2 separate regions of the Dromaius novaehollandiae genome follow, and region 2 is linked to region 1. Evidence: chromatin contacts called from public Hi-C data. All regions are on one chromosome and are shown on one strand. The core of a region is the stretch at or near the end of the contact, and the rest is flanking DNA. Distances in the headings are between cores, read along the strand shown.

Region 1 (6,431 bases), core at 1,478-3,977:
GACAAGTAAAAACTTTAATGTGGATCATGTACCTGACCAGGTTGACACTGATGTGGTTTGGTATGGGTGGGGATGAAGCATGCTGAACTGCAGAAGTGGCAGGATGTGGCTGAGGTACTGGTGCTACCGCTGAAGATAGCGAATCCTCCAACTGTTACCTTAGTGCTCTGTGATTCAGACCTGTGCTCTGAATCTATTTCTGGAGCAATCTTCTCTCTCCATTGACTGACAGGAACTGAATTGAGCCTTTGTGAATAATCAATTCATTGGAAATGTTTTAGATTAAAACATTTCTGTGACCTGTTGGCATCTCCTGAATAGCACAGTTGTGTCTTCTGCAACAGTATTGCAGCACTGTGGTGAAGGGAAATAATATTTTTTTTAATTAGCTTTTATGATGAATCCTGATGGTTAGCTTGGAGATACTGGCTTGCTGGGACAAATCTTCACAGGAGCTTGTGCGTATAGCCACTGTCCTCCACTGAGTATAGAAATCCCCAAGTTGTTTTATAGAGCTGAAGCAATCAGTTGCTATCATCCAAAACATAAAAACATGGTGAATATCTGTTGAGGCCAGAGTGCAATAGCAAATACAAGAGCTGGGGCATTGATTTGTTGAGCTGTATCTATTAGTGCATGACAGAAATAACAGAATCTCATCAAAGTACATCAGAAAAGCTATATATAGCCTGAAAAGTCTCACGGTATGACACTAACGGGAGGAAATAAATATAGAATGACTATTTTTGGTTAAAGTGTGGGCTGATAGCAGCTTAGATTGATAAGACAGAACTCTTTCTTCTCCTATTTTATTTTTCAGGGTTCAGGGAAGTCAGACTACGTTTATTCTTTGTTAACAGATATTCAAAGATTGCTTACTCCATCAAGCAGTCAACAGCTATCTAATCCAAAGCTGACTATCATCTCAAGTCAAAAAGAAATAGCAGTACAATATAACTGAATGAGACAGACATGAACAAAGGTCACACGCTTAGGAATATTAAATTTATTTATCAGGTAGGCATGCCTGTGGAAAGGACAAGTGACCTTAACTGTTGGAGCAATCATATGCCACAGTAAGCCAGGGTGCTACAAACAGTTAAAATTTGCAATGCCAAGAATGACTTACGTTCAAAAGTAAGCACTGTGACGTTACCTTAGCGCTCAGAAGGTTTTGCCAGGCAGCATGTACGGACAGCATACAAGGCATTCCTAACGTGAAGAATCGTTTCTCTCTAGGATCCTTCAGGATCTGTGGCTGTGAAAAGAAATCCCACACCTCAGGGATAGGAACAAGGGAAAAAAGGTTGGCTTGCCTTTGGGAAAATAGACTTGCAAAGTTCATGTAGTTCCTCTTTAATAACACATTTTTAGAGAACCATGCTTCTGAATGCCTGCTTTGAACAACAACTACCTTTTGGGGCCCTTTCATGAGGGGTTATCTCCTGTTATAAAATGAATATAAGTCACAGCAACACGTGCCTGCATATGTGAGGCTGCAAACAAGGAAGAGAAGCACCACACAACAGTCCTGGTGGCAATGCAGATACTGATTTTCAAGGGTGAAACTCAAGGAGAGTTATGTGTGTTTCTGCAGGCAACTTTTGCATTTCCTTCATTTCTATCTCAAATTTTTACAGCAAGGTATTAGGACACTTCATTTTGTGTTTGTGCTCTTTTGATAACTGTAATCCTTCCAAAAAATACACCTCATCTACCTGAAATACAGTGTCTCCTACACCATATTTTCCCTAACTCATCTAGATCCAAACCTATTTACCAAGGTAGTGTAACATTTTATTCTAAAGAGAGTATGCTATCATTACATGAGCAATACTGGGAGGACGAATTTACCTATTAATAAAAAACTCAGTTGTCCTTTTTGCCCCCTGACCAGTTTATTTCTCTGTTCAAAAAGGATATTTGGTTGAAAAGCTGACCTGATGTCTACCATGCTTGATACAATTTCAACACTGGTAGCCCATCAGCGTTAGTAGAGTGTTTAATCAATATCTACCAATATTGAGCTGTTTAGCACACTCTCATCCCCATTACTAGAAGTCCTAAGTTGCATTTATGCAGCAGAATTTGCTGTGGAAAAGTTGCACAGGAATCAGCCAGGATTTGCCTGAGGCAGACAAGTTCAGAGGCCACGAGCTGCCTCTGTGTCCGGGTTCGCTGGGGCAGCCCCAGAGGCAGCTTTGTTTTCTCTCCACTGTGTCCAGTCTAATCTCGTGCTCACTGGAAGTTGGATCCAGGCTGGGTCATTTGGGGGGTCCAAAATATGTCTAGCCTCTTGCCAGACTGAAGAAACTACCATCTAACCAGTCTGTCTTGAATCCAGTTTTTCTTCTCCTTTCTGGGATCACTGGGGAGTTTATTCTCACCCCAGCTCTGGTGTGGGCTAGAGGAAAGAAAAAAGGCAAGCAGAATGCACAGTCGCAAATAAATTTGCGGGACCTTTTTGCAGTAAAGTAACAGGCTAGTGCACTAAGGGTCTCAGTTTCATTCAGTCTGTTTTCCTTTATCCCTAAAATGATATACGAAACACCCACACTCGAGAAAGTAGCATGATTCATATTAAAGCCAAGCCTATACTTGACAGTTCTTGCATTTCACAGCAGATTGTTGCAGGGGGCAGCAGGGGAGAGAACAACCGGAGTCTGAAGCTGTTTGTACACACAGATGTGTATTTCAGGGCTAGCATTTCCCTCCGTGACCTTAGGAAGACGTGATGAAACACAGCACCAGCAGCTGAACCAATGAGGCTCTTTGAACTGATAACCATGGTGTGTTCTGTGATGTGGTTTGCCTGGAAACCTATTTGTTTCTTTTGAAAATCCAAAATGCCAAAATGACATCAGTTGCAGTGTGCACTGAAAAGCCTCGGCTGGGATGGCAGACTGTTTTATTGCTTAAAATGATTGCAGATGTTTGGGTGAAGGCTACCAAACATGAAGCTTTTCAAATGTGTACATGTGGGGAATGAAACTAGGGACATATATAAACATGAACATATTTATTATATATTACAGCCGGTCAGCTGATCACATTTCAGATTGGCAATTACTTAACATTTGCCAAAATAAGCGGAAAATATGATAGCTGCAATACATCTGGTTTAGTGAGTGGTTTTTATTTCTGATCATATAGGTTTACCTCCCTTCGTCTGATGCCAATTACATACTAGACATATAGAACTGTCAGCAGTCTGAAGAAGAGGCTTAGGAGATACGCTGCTGGTTTTTATTACCACCAGATTGCAAAAGCATATATCCTGAGCTGGTTTTCCAACAGACTGAGTGCCCGCTTTACATCCCAGGAGCCTGCTATGCTAAGTAAGAACTGGCTGGTACCAATTTAAGAGCTTCTTTAAGTATGTGATGCTTTTTGAGTCATCAAGTCATTTGCCAGAGTCATGGGCACAGGGAAAGGATAGGAAGAAGAGCTACTACCTGAAAAGTTAGTGGCATTAAGTCTGCCTCCTGATCTCCAGATTTGTGCTGTTCTACTTTGAATGCCCAAGCCAACGTCCTGATAGTTTTTGCTCATCAAGAGGGTCAGTGACCTCTTAGAGGCCATGGTCACCTGCTTCCTGACCATAGGAAAGGCCAAGTTGCCATGTGCCTTCAGCTTCAGAAAGGCAATGGCAGGCAAAATCGGTCATGGCAAAGTGGTTTTTGTGTCATCTCTCTGGGGCAAATTCCAGCTTATTAATACCTCGTCATTATCTTAGCTCCTACAAGTCATTCACGTGACTTGTCACAGCTTAACCCTCTATGTGTCTGTGGACGAAGGGTTAAAAGGGGGGGTTATTACTGTATTTTTCCACTTCTTCTGCAGATATATCTCTTGTTATATTAGTGATAAGTTCCCATAAACCCAACTGACATTTGTATAGCTTGTGTGTTTATTACTGATGACAAATTAAAAATGAAGCTTCAAGCATTTATGCAACAGAAAATTTCATCTTTCACTTCTCTTAAAAATTAAAGTGTCAAGTACTTTTTCAAAGCTGTCCCTTTTTAACAAACTTTGCATCTTTTGAAATATGCACAGTTAAAAGATGGAAAATATAATTTCTTTCCTAATCAGTGTTGTCATTTTCCCATTTGACAAACATTTTATTTTAAAGTATTTCTGCATCTGCAGGTGTTTCCTCTCTCTTTACATCTCAGTCTTTGCATCCGTCAGTGATGTGTCAGCAGTAAAGTACTGCTGACGACCACCTGGGAAAGAGAAGTAATGCAGAGGTGGGAAAAGCATCTTCCAGGGAGCCCCATTTGAGAGAAGTTGCCACTACTGTGCGAGTAATATTAATACAGAGCAGCAAGTATCTGATGGCAGGATGGGAGGGTTATCGAGAGAATAACAGTGAAGCGCCTGGTTGGATTAACTTTATAGGATTGTCCAGACTCCAGAGCCAGTACAGAAATAACATCTTCCAAAGTCGCATTCTCCGTGTTGATGGTGAGCATCAAAAGGAATGGCAGGTGAAAGTGCAAATGCCATTATGTGGCAGAGAACATAGAGTGCATTTTTGGTTATGTAATGGGTTGTGATAAGCAGCACAAAGTCCGACTGGAGGCCTGTCACTAGTGGTGTCCCACAGGGGTTGATACAGGGGCCAGTACTGTTTGACATCTTCGTTAATGACCTAGATGATGGGACTGAATGCACCATTAGCAAGTTTGCAGACAATGCGAAACTGGCAGGAGTGGTTGATACACCAGATGGTTGTGTTGCCATGCAGGGGACCTTGACAGACTGGAGAAATGGGCAGAGAGGAACCTCATGAAGTTCAACAAAGGGAAATGCCAAGTCCTGCACTTGGGGAGGAATGAACTCTTGTACCAGTACTCACTGGGAATCGACCAGCTGGAGAGCTGCTTTGCAGAGAAAGACCTAAGGGTACTGGTCAACAAGAAGTTGACCATGAGCCAGCAATGCACCCTCATGGCAAAGAAGGCCAAGAACATTCTGGGCTCCATTAGGAAGAGTGTTACCAGCAGGTGATTCTTCTCCTCTACTCAGCTCTAGTGAGGCCTCATCTGGAGTGCTGGTCCAGTGCTGGGCTCCCCAGTACAAAAAAGATACAGACCTACTGGAGCGAATCCAGTGAAGATGATTAAGGGACTGGACCATCTCCCATATGAGGAAAAGCTAAGAGAGATGAGACTGTCTAGCCTGGAAAAGAGAAGGCTCAGGGGGGCTAAATACCTGATTTGGGGGGGGGGGGGGGGTAAAGAAGACGGAGCCAGGCTCTTCTCAGTGGTGCCCAGTGACAGTGGGCACAAAGTGAAATACAAGAAATTCTACGTGAACACAAGAAAACACTTCTTCACTATGAGGGTGCTTGAACACTGGAATAGGTTGCCCAGAGAGGTTGTGGAGTCTTTGTCTTTGGACATATTCAAAACCTGACTGGACACAATCCTGGGCAGCCTGCTCCAGCGGACCCTGCTTGGGCAGGGAGCTTAGACCAGATAATCTCCAGAGGTGCCTTCCAACCCCAACTATTCTGTGATTCTGTAATGCAAAAATGTATGATTCAGAATCAGTAGAAATAGAACGTAGCATGTTTCTGTGCTTAAGTCAATCACATTTTCAAAGTCCTGGCTGCTTCCAGGCTAAGATGTAACCCTTATATGTAAGCCCAGATCACATTCAAGCAGAATTTCCCTGCAGTGATGGCGTTAGTCACATTATGCTGGTAAAGACTAAAGGCATGCTGGGGTGGAGGAAATTTTGTATATTCTAGTTGTTCTGGCCTAAGAGCTGAGAAACGCAGCTGCCTTCATAATCACTTTTCTTGGGCAACACCACAAATCAAGCAGGCTGGCCTTCGCATCACTCTATATGAAGAAAGCTGACATGATTATTTTGAAACAGCTTATTCCGTAAGAAGTACTATGCTGATGACATCATTTAGGGATAGATCTAGAAACCATATTCTTATTTGAATCTCCCAATAAAAACAAAGTTACCTGAAAATTTGGCAGGGGGGTAGTTGCTTGGCCAAGGAGCTATACAGATATCATCATGCAGCTGTAGAGTCAATGGGTTTGTTTTGTTCGCTAATATCCTAGAGGGGTATTCATGAGGCTTTGCAAGATGTAAGGCAGAGGACTTCATGGTTTCTTTTTGTTTTGTTTTGTTTGGGTGGGGTTTTTTTTTGCCTTGAACAAGAATATTTCAGATTGACACGTTTGTAGCATATGTTTTCTGCAGAGATGGTGATAATAGAAACATTTCAGTGAGGTCCCTCCACGAGTTACGTCACTTGTTTTTTGCCGAGGCAATAGGAGAGGAACTAGTGAGGAAGCCTGCTGTCACTTCTGGAGAAAGGTCCTGGCTGCAAGCCCAGGCCAGCTCAGTAGATCAAAGGCTCTCCTCTTGGCTCCCAGAGCAACCGGAAAAGCAGCTGCCCA
Region 2 (6,431 bases), core at 1,554-4,053, 120 kb after region 1:
GCAGAGGAGGGGGCATGGCAGGATAGAACAGTTTAGATTAACAGCCATGTTCCCCTTTTTGCCAACAAGACATTAATAGCATTGTCAATAGTATAACTTGAATTTTGCATAACATGTTTCAGGTTCTAATAAATATACCGTACCTTATCGGTGAAAAAAATGAGGCAAGCGATAACTGCAGTTGTTACATTTAATTCTCTTCCAAAAATGTTTCACAGGAGTCATATACTTACCTTGCTAAGGTGAAACTTGTCAACTCTGCTTTTAACTGACCTCAGTCCTATAGCTCTGAAGCTTGCTAGGGCTATCGGGCATAAAGCTGGGCCAATTCTCAAGGAAATATTATGTGGGGGTGTTAGTGTGTGTGTGGGGGGGTTGTCAGTGTGCAGTGACTGTGGTCTCACTGCTTTTTGCAACCATTTCAAATGTCACAGTGACCTACAGCTATTTGAAAAGGAAGTTCCCAGCTGCAAATGTCTTTTAATTTGCAACTCTCATCTCACTGAAAGAAGCCTGCTGGGACTAGAATGCATCACTATTATAGTCTTGCAAACACTTCTTAATATGTTTTTAATACTCAATTTACATGATATTTCTGATTTTGTGATGATTACATAGGAATTCTAGTTAGGTTTGCCTTTCATAGCAAATGAGTGCTACTAAAACCATTTTTATGCTTAAGCAATTAGATGCACATAGTGGAACTAAAGATGAGTCAGCAGTTAACAGAAGTTATTTGAATAGCAATAGAAACCATGACTTCCACTAGGAAATAGTCCACAAGGTGATATCAAGTGCCTAGTATTTAGAGTCTATCGTCAGCTTCATTATATGAATTGTCTTAGAACTCTCACATTTTTTAGACTAAATATCATTCTATTTGACGTGTGGATGTGTCATATTGAATACCCACTGTTTGGTATGGCAGGGAAGAAAGCTTGTCATGTCCTCTACTCTTCACAGTGAAGCACACCGCCAGATTGACACATGCTTCCCTCTACCTGTCTAGGGGAGTCAGGCACTAAAAAGAGGAACTATTAAAACAAGCGTATGAAGTAAGGATCTTTTGAATCTCATCAACAAGAAATACTGAAGGGAAGGAAAGGAGTCATCCTTCCTCTCTCTACAGGAGTTAGGGCTCTAATTCACAAGTCAGGACAGCACAGCTTGGGACAGCTTGCAAAGTTACCATCCCCAATACACAGATAGCTGAGCCGCTCAAGGATAATCAGGTGCAGAGTCACAGCTGCTTATGGTGCACAGCTTTAAGGCACAGTGAGGACAGCGACAACCTTCACAAGTTATTAACCACATTAATGGGGTTGAGGGGTGTTAGGCCAGGTACAGGATGTGCGAGACAGTTCCCTGGTGAGGCACCGCTTCTCACCAACAGTCCTGGAGAGGAAAAACTCATTTGGGTTCAGTGGTGTTGCCTCCACAACCACAGGTAACAAGCATACCAGCCCCCACTTTTGGGAGCTTCACCTCAGACAACAAGACCGAGTCTTCCTTCAGGTAGAATTGATCTCCCTAATCCTTTCTGCCCAGCTCATTGCCTAAGCCTCTCCATCACAAGAAAAGGAAAAAAGCATAATAAGAAGCACAGCTGCTTGTGATGGTTCCACCCTCCCTTACTCAGTTGTTCAGTTGTTCAATATTCAGCCTGAATGTTGTAGACCTACTTTTAATTCTCTCTGTTAGCTGAGAGGATTCAAGGGTGCATCGCTCTAGCCCGTACCTAAGTGATCCAACTACAAAGTAACTGAACTTAAAAAAACCCCAAAAAACAAACAAACAAACAAAAAAACCCACACAAAAAACCCCACCTAATTTGTGGCTGTTACCAAGACTGATTTTGTTAGGACTCAAACTACGGTTACTCCATAAAACCAGAGTTACTGGCTCCAGACAAATAGGAGCTTTAAAGCACTTTCTGGATCAGCAGTGAGCAGGGGGTTTAAGATTTCTTTGCAAGAAAAATCCCAGGCCTCTGAATTAGCCACCAAAAGTCAGTTTTATCAGTCACTCTAGCATGCTTTATCAGAGCAGTTAAATGCCATAAAACCCGAGAGGGTAAACCAAAATTTCTCCTAAATGCTAGGCTAAAAACAATGGTGTTAGTGAATTACAGTTCATCATCACAAGGCTAAATGGAATACAGGAATTACTATATAGTACTATAACCCTAACCCATGAGCAAAAACTAGTGTTTAGCAATTGATGTTTATTGCTATAGAGAAATACCAGCAGATTCACCCTAAGTCTCAATAGTTTAGTTTAAATCCCAATAGTTTTAGTCTTTAATATGTAAACAATGTTATTCAAACAAACAAATTTGAATTTGGGGTAGATTTTTCAAAACTCATTGTACAACAGAGCAAGAGCACTTACTGAGATAGTAAGAAGTGCATAGGGAGCATATCTGTTTTTAGAGTTACAAAGGCCATAAGTACTTTTGAAATCCTATCTCTTACAAACATACGCCACATGTACATTTATACATACATTACTCTAACAACTGCTTGCCAATATCTCTTTTCACTCTTTCCTCTAATGAATAAATTTGATGAAAGAGCCAAAATGCAGTGCATACCAAAGCTGTAATTTGAAAAATCCCAACAACATTAGTTTTTGTTGCAATAGGAGCAGAGCTTCTGTGTGAACAGACCGTGTTTCCCTCTTTATGTTGCATCAGATGAGCTCTTTGGGACTTGAAAAAACAACAAATTACATGGTGAGCCGTTTGCCCCTCAGCTGAAGTGGTGCTAGGAGCTGTAATGCCACCTACCGATGCTTCTGAGTATCGGCCTCAAGCCCCGAGCCTGTTTCCTTCAACGGGAAGCAAGGAGGATACTGCAGACATTCCTGTGGTGCAGACGGAATGCGAGAGGCTGCCTCAGCTGGGTGGCTGGTAAAGACTGGCTGACTTTGCCTCCACCAGACTCGGCAAAATTTGTTTAACTGATAATCTACAAAAGTTATTTTTTCCAGTTCGGTGTCTCTACCTCCTCTAAATGTAGTTTTAGTATTTTCAGCAAAAAAAGCAGCAGCTGAGAGAAAAATTATTATTGAAGCAGCTGGGTTTCTTCTTAGTAAACCTCTTCTCTGAAACTTTTGAACTGCTTGTTCCCTCTTTTCTTCTAGACCTTTTAGTACTCTGTGGCCCCTTGTGTGTCCAAATAGTCCCCATTCTTTCCTAAAGCTATTTGGGATGAAGATAAAGATGATTCAGAGCTTCTACTTACAGGTATGAAGACCCATTTTAAAGAATAACTGGGAAAATGAGCATGCCTCTGTCATACTCTCAGAAGATGATGATTCCCAGAGTTCTTATCTCCATACAAATCACATTCAGTATCGAAAAGCTCAAGGTCTCCCCATAACAAAACACAGCCAGTTTATTTCCTAATGCAGTAAGACACTAAACACCACATTATTTACAGGTCATAGTTCAAACAACAGGATTAAAAGAAAATGAAAGTATCAGAAGTGTAGCAGTACAGCCAATGATGTTTTAGATATAAATAAACCAACCACTGACAAATTTCACAAAAGTTAGTTTCTTAAAACCTACATGAAAGTCCTGTACCACTGTATTTTACATACCCTTATATACCCAGCCCTGAGCCGAGGACAGAAAATTTTACCAAGACACTTAGTTTTTAAACTATATTTGGAAAAGAATTTTTAACAACTGTGTTGAGGTTTCTACGGTGGTGTCCTTGTCTTAGGGATCTATGGGTACCACCAATCAGTGTGAACAAGAGCATCAGTAAAGAGCTATCATTTTAATAACCATACGATCTAAACCCACTTAAAACTGATCAAGTGAACAAGTATTAACAGCCAGTGGGTATTAGTGGTTGTATCACTGACAGAACTCTCGGAGCTACACAGAGTTTCCAAAGCTCTTGGGAAAAGCAGATGGGGAAAGCTCTGCTGCAAAGTCTGGAACACAAGGCACCTTCTGCTATGGGGGAGTATGCTTCTTTGGGCAAATCCAGCTGCACTTCACAGCATTTCTGCTGGTTTGAAAGTTCTGACTTTTGACAAAAAGTATTTGCTACAGAAAAATACACACCGACACACTCTTTTTTAATGGTTTTATAATGCCAAAAGAGATTTCCTAACAGCACTCACTGTGCATGGAGTTGGGATAGTAAATATTCTTAATAAGCCATAACGTATCAAATATGTTATGGAAATAGCATTTCCATCACATCTTTTGCATACACAATTTCACTAGGATAAGCTAGAAAGTAAACTCATTTTTATGGCATTGCCCTTCTCAGAGGGAGATAGTCCTAGTAGGCTATCTGTGAAAGAACAGTGCATCTCTAACACAATCACTGTCTTCTCATGGAATTTTTTTAAAATTCTGTTATAATAGCAGCCTACCAGGAAACAGCAAAACACTCTTAGCCAAATGACATTTTCCAATTTTGTAACCTAAATTCTTACAGGATAAGAATGCAATTCCTAGACGTGACAGAAGCAACACTGATGACCACTTCTCTCAAGACCACAAAAAAGAACTACAAGTATTCAGATTATGGCAAACTTGCTTCAGAGTATTGTATCAAATCTGCTATGCATTCCATACCACAAGAACTACAGGATATAATTATGAGAAACAGGACTAAAAACAAATGCCTCCTTCTCACACATACAGAACACCATTGTGGGCAGAAGCTCTTAAAAATAAATTATATATTGTTTCACTTGGGAAGCAAGAATAACATATTTGGAAAGCAAGAATAATGTATTTTCAGATAGAAAAGGGCATAGAGGCAGCACGCCTTCCTTCTTCCTCAAGCACCATTCTCACTTCACTTTGAGAAAAGACAGGAAGAGGAAAGAAAAAATGGCAGCAAAGAAATAGAATGATTTCTATATTGTCAGTGCTGCAGATCTGGAAAAAGGTTATCACTCACACTCTGCTCATATACATTATCTTTTTTAAGGAAACACTAGGATTTTCCATATAAGTTTTTAAAAAGCAGTATCAGTATTGTACTCAGTATCAAAAAAATGAGGAGTTAAGATGGTAAAATATCACCTAAATTACATCTATAGGATTTTTAAAAGTGCAAGTCTAGGACAAAAATCATTAACTTACAATGTACTAAAATTTGAAGCATGGAAATTTCTCATTATTTTATATACTATCACAACAGTAAGTGATGTATACTCTCTAATGCAAAAATAGGTAACATCATGACTGTATCCACTTGCAAAAGTGTGTACAGATATGGTTAGATGAACAGTCCACCTATAGCAAGAAAAGGTTTAATGATATACTTAACTATTTTATTTGAAAAATTACCATAAAAATGTAAAAATACAGCTAAGTAACACTGACGTTTTTACCTGGGTCTCTACATTTATTGATATTTGTCCCCAAACCTCTAGCACTATAAGCTGTCCCCTCTCCCTGCCCATTTCCAGTCTTAATACAGAGGTGCAGGGATGCCTGAGCGGCTCCAGAGTCCATAGAAGGAAAAGCTGAAATGCTAAAAATGCATGCAAAAGGCTCTAACAGGAAAAAAGAAAAAAAAAACCCTGAGAAATAAAGTGAATGGAAAAGAAAAAGCTATCTGCAAGCATCCAGAGATTTGCTCAGTCATCCTTGTCTTTTGCTCCACGGTTAAGGATGCGTGTGAACTCAATGTAGTTGAAATTCCCCTTTTTGTCAGTTGGTGCCTCTCTGTAGAGCTCATCTACCTCTTCATCTGTAAACCTGTCTTCCATGGTTGTCAGCAGCTCTCTCAGGTAATCTTCTGGAATAAACCCTAGAATGCAATTTAGGGAGAGAATCATAAAAGGGAAGAAGTTGTTTCTTAGCAAGTCTTCAAAAGCAATTGGATGAACAGTAAAACAGTAACAACAGGCATGAAGTTAACTAATACAGCATGTAATATTTGCAGAGCATTTGCACCACGAGCCTGAAATAATTCCTCAATTGAATTCTAAAGAAATTCCTTTAATTCAAAGGGGAGGGGGAAAGTTTGATGCATTTTATACAGTTTCTTGAAAAGAAACCCTGATATCCTGTGACCTAGTAATACCTATTTCCATATATTGATCTTAAACAACTCCAAGTGGAACAGCAAGTTCCTGAAGTAGGAATACAGTCACTGCTGATCTTCATTATACAAGATGTTCTCTTAACTGAATTATAATTTTCTTGACTTAATTAGATATATTTGTGCATCTTCTATAAACTAGTTTCCACTAGGGACTAAATAACCAGTGGCTGTCTTTTCACCGCTGCACAATACTGTTGCTGGAGGCAGTTTATATAGATACAGTGAATTGCTGGCAAGTGTCCAGGCAAAGAGTTTACAACAGAAAAGACTTTCAGACAGGACTGAGCAAGTTAACTCAAATGGGAAGAAGAATATTTATGGCAGAAAGTTAGATATGAAGAA

The links. Hi-C and Micro-C count contacts between places; a contact is called where the count stands out from the background.
Region 2: a contact with region 1 is called in a Hi-C map of brain, with 4 times the contacts expected there. The contact joins two enhancer-like sites. A contact is called at or near these places in 2 of 4 Hi-C or Micro-C datasets (brain and liver).

Annotation. Positions count from the first base shown.
Region 1 is chr2:117,232,219-117,238,649 of bDroNov1.hap1, forward strand. All of the region lies in intron 6 of DLGAP1 (DLG associated protein 1), which reads left to right. Among named protein-coding and RNA genes, the nearest start is that of TGIF1, 86 kb to the right of the region's middle. Within about 2 kb of position 2,728, at least 2 of the 2 cell types and tissues checked have open chromatin away from gene starts, as enhancers often do.
Region 2 is chr2:117,357,143-117,363,573 of bDroNov1.hap1, forward strand. It overlaps the pseudogene LOC112997029. Among named protein-coding and RNA genes, the nearest start is that of MYOM1, 9.0 kb to the right of the region's middle. Within about 2 kb of position 2,804, at least 2 of the 2 cell types and tissues checked have open chromatin away from gene starts, as enhancers often do.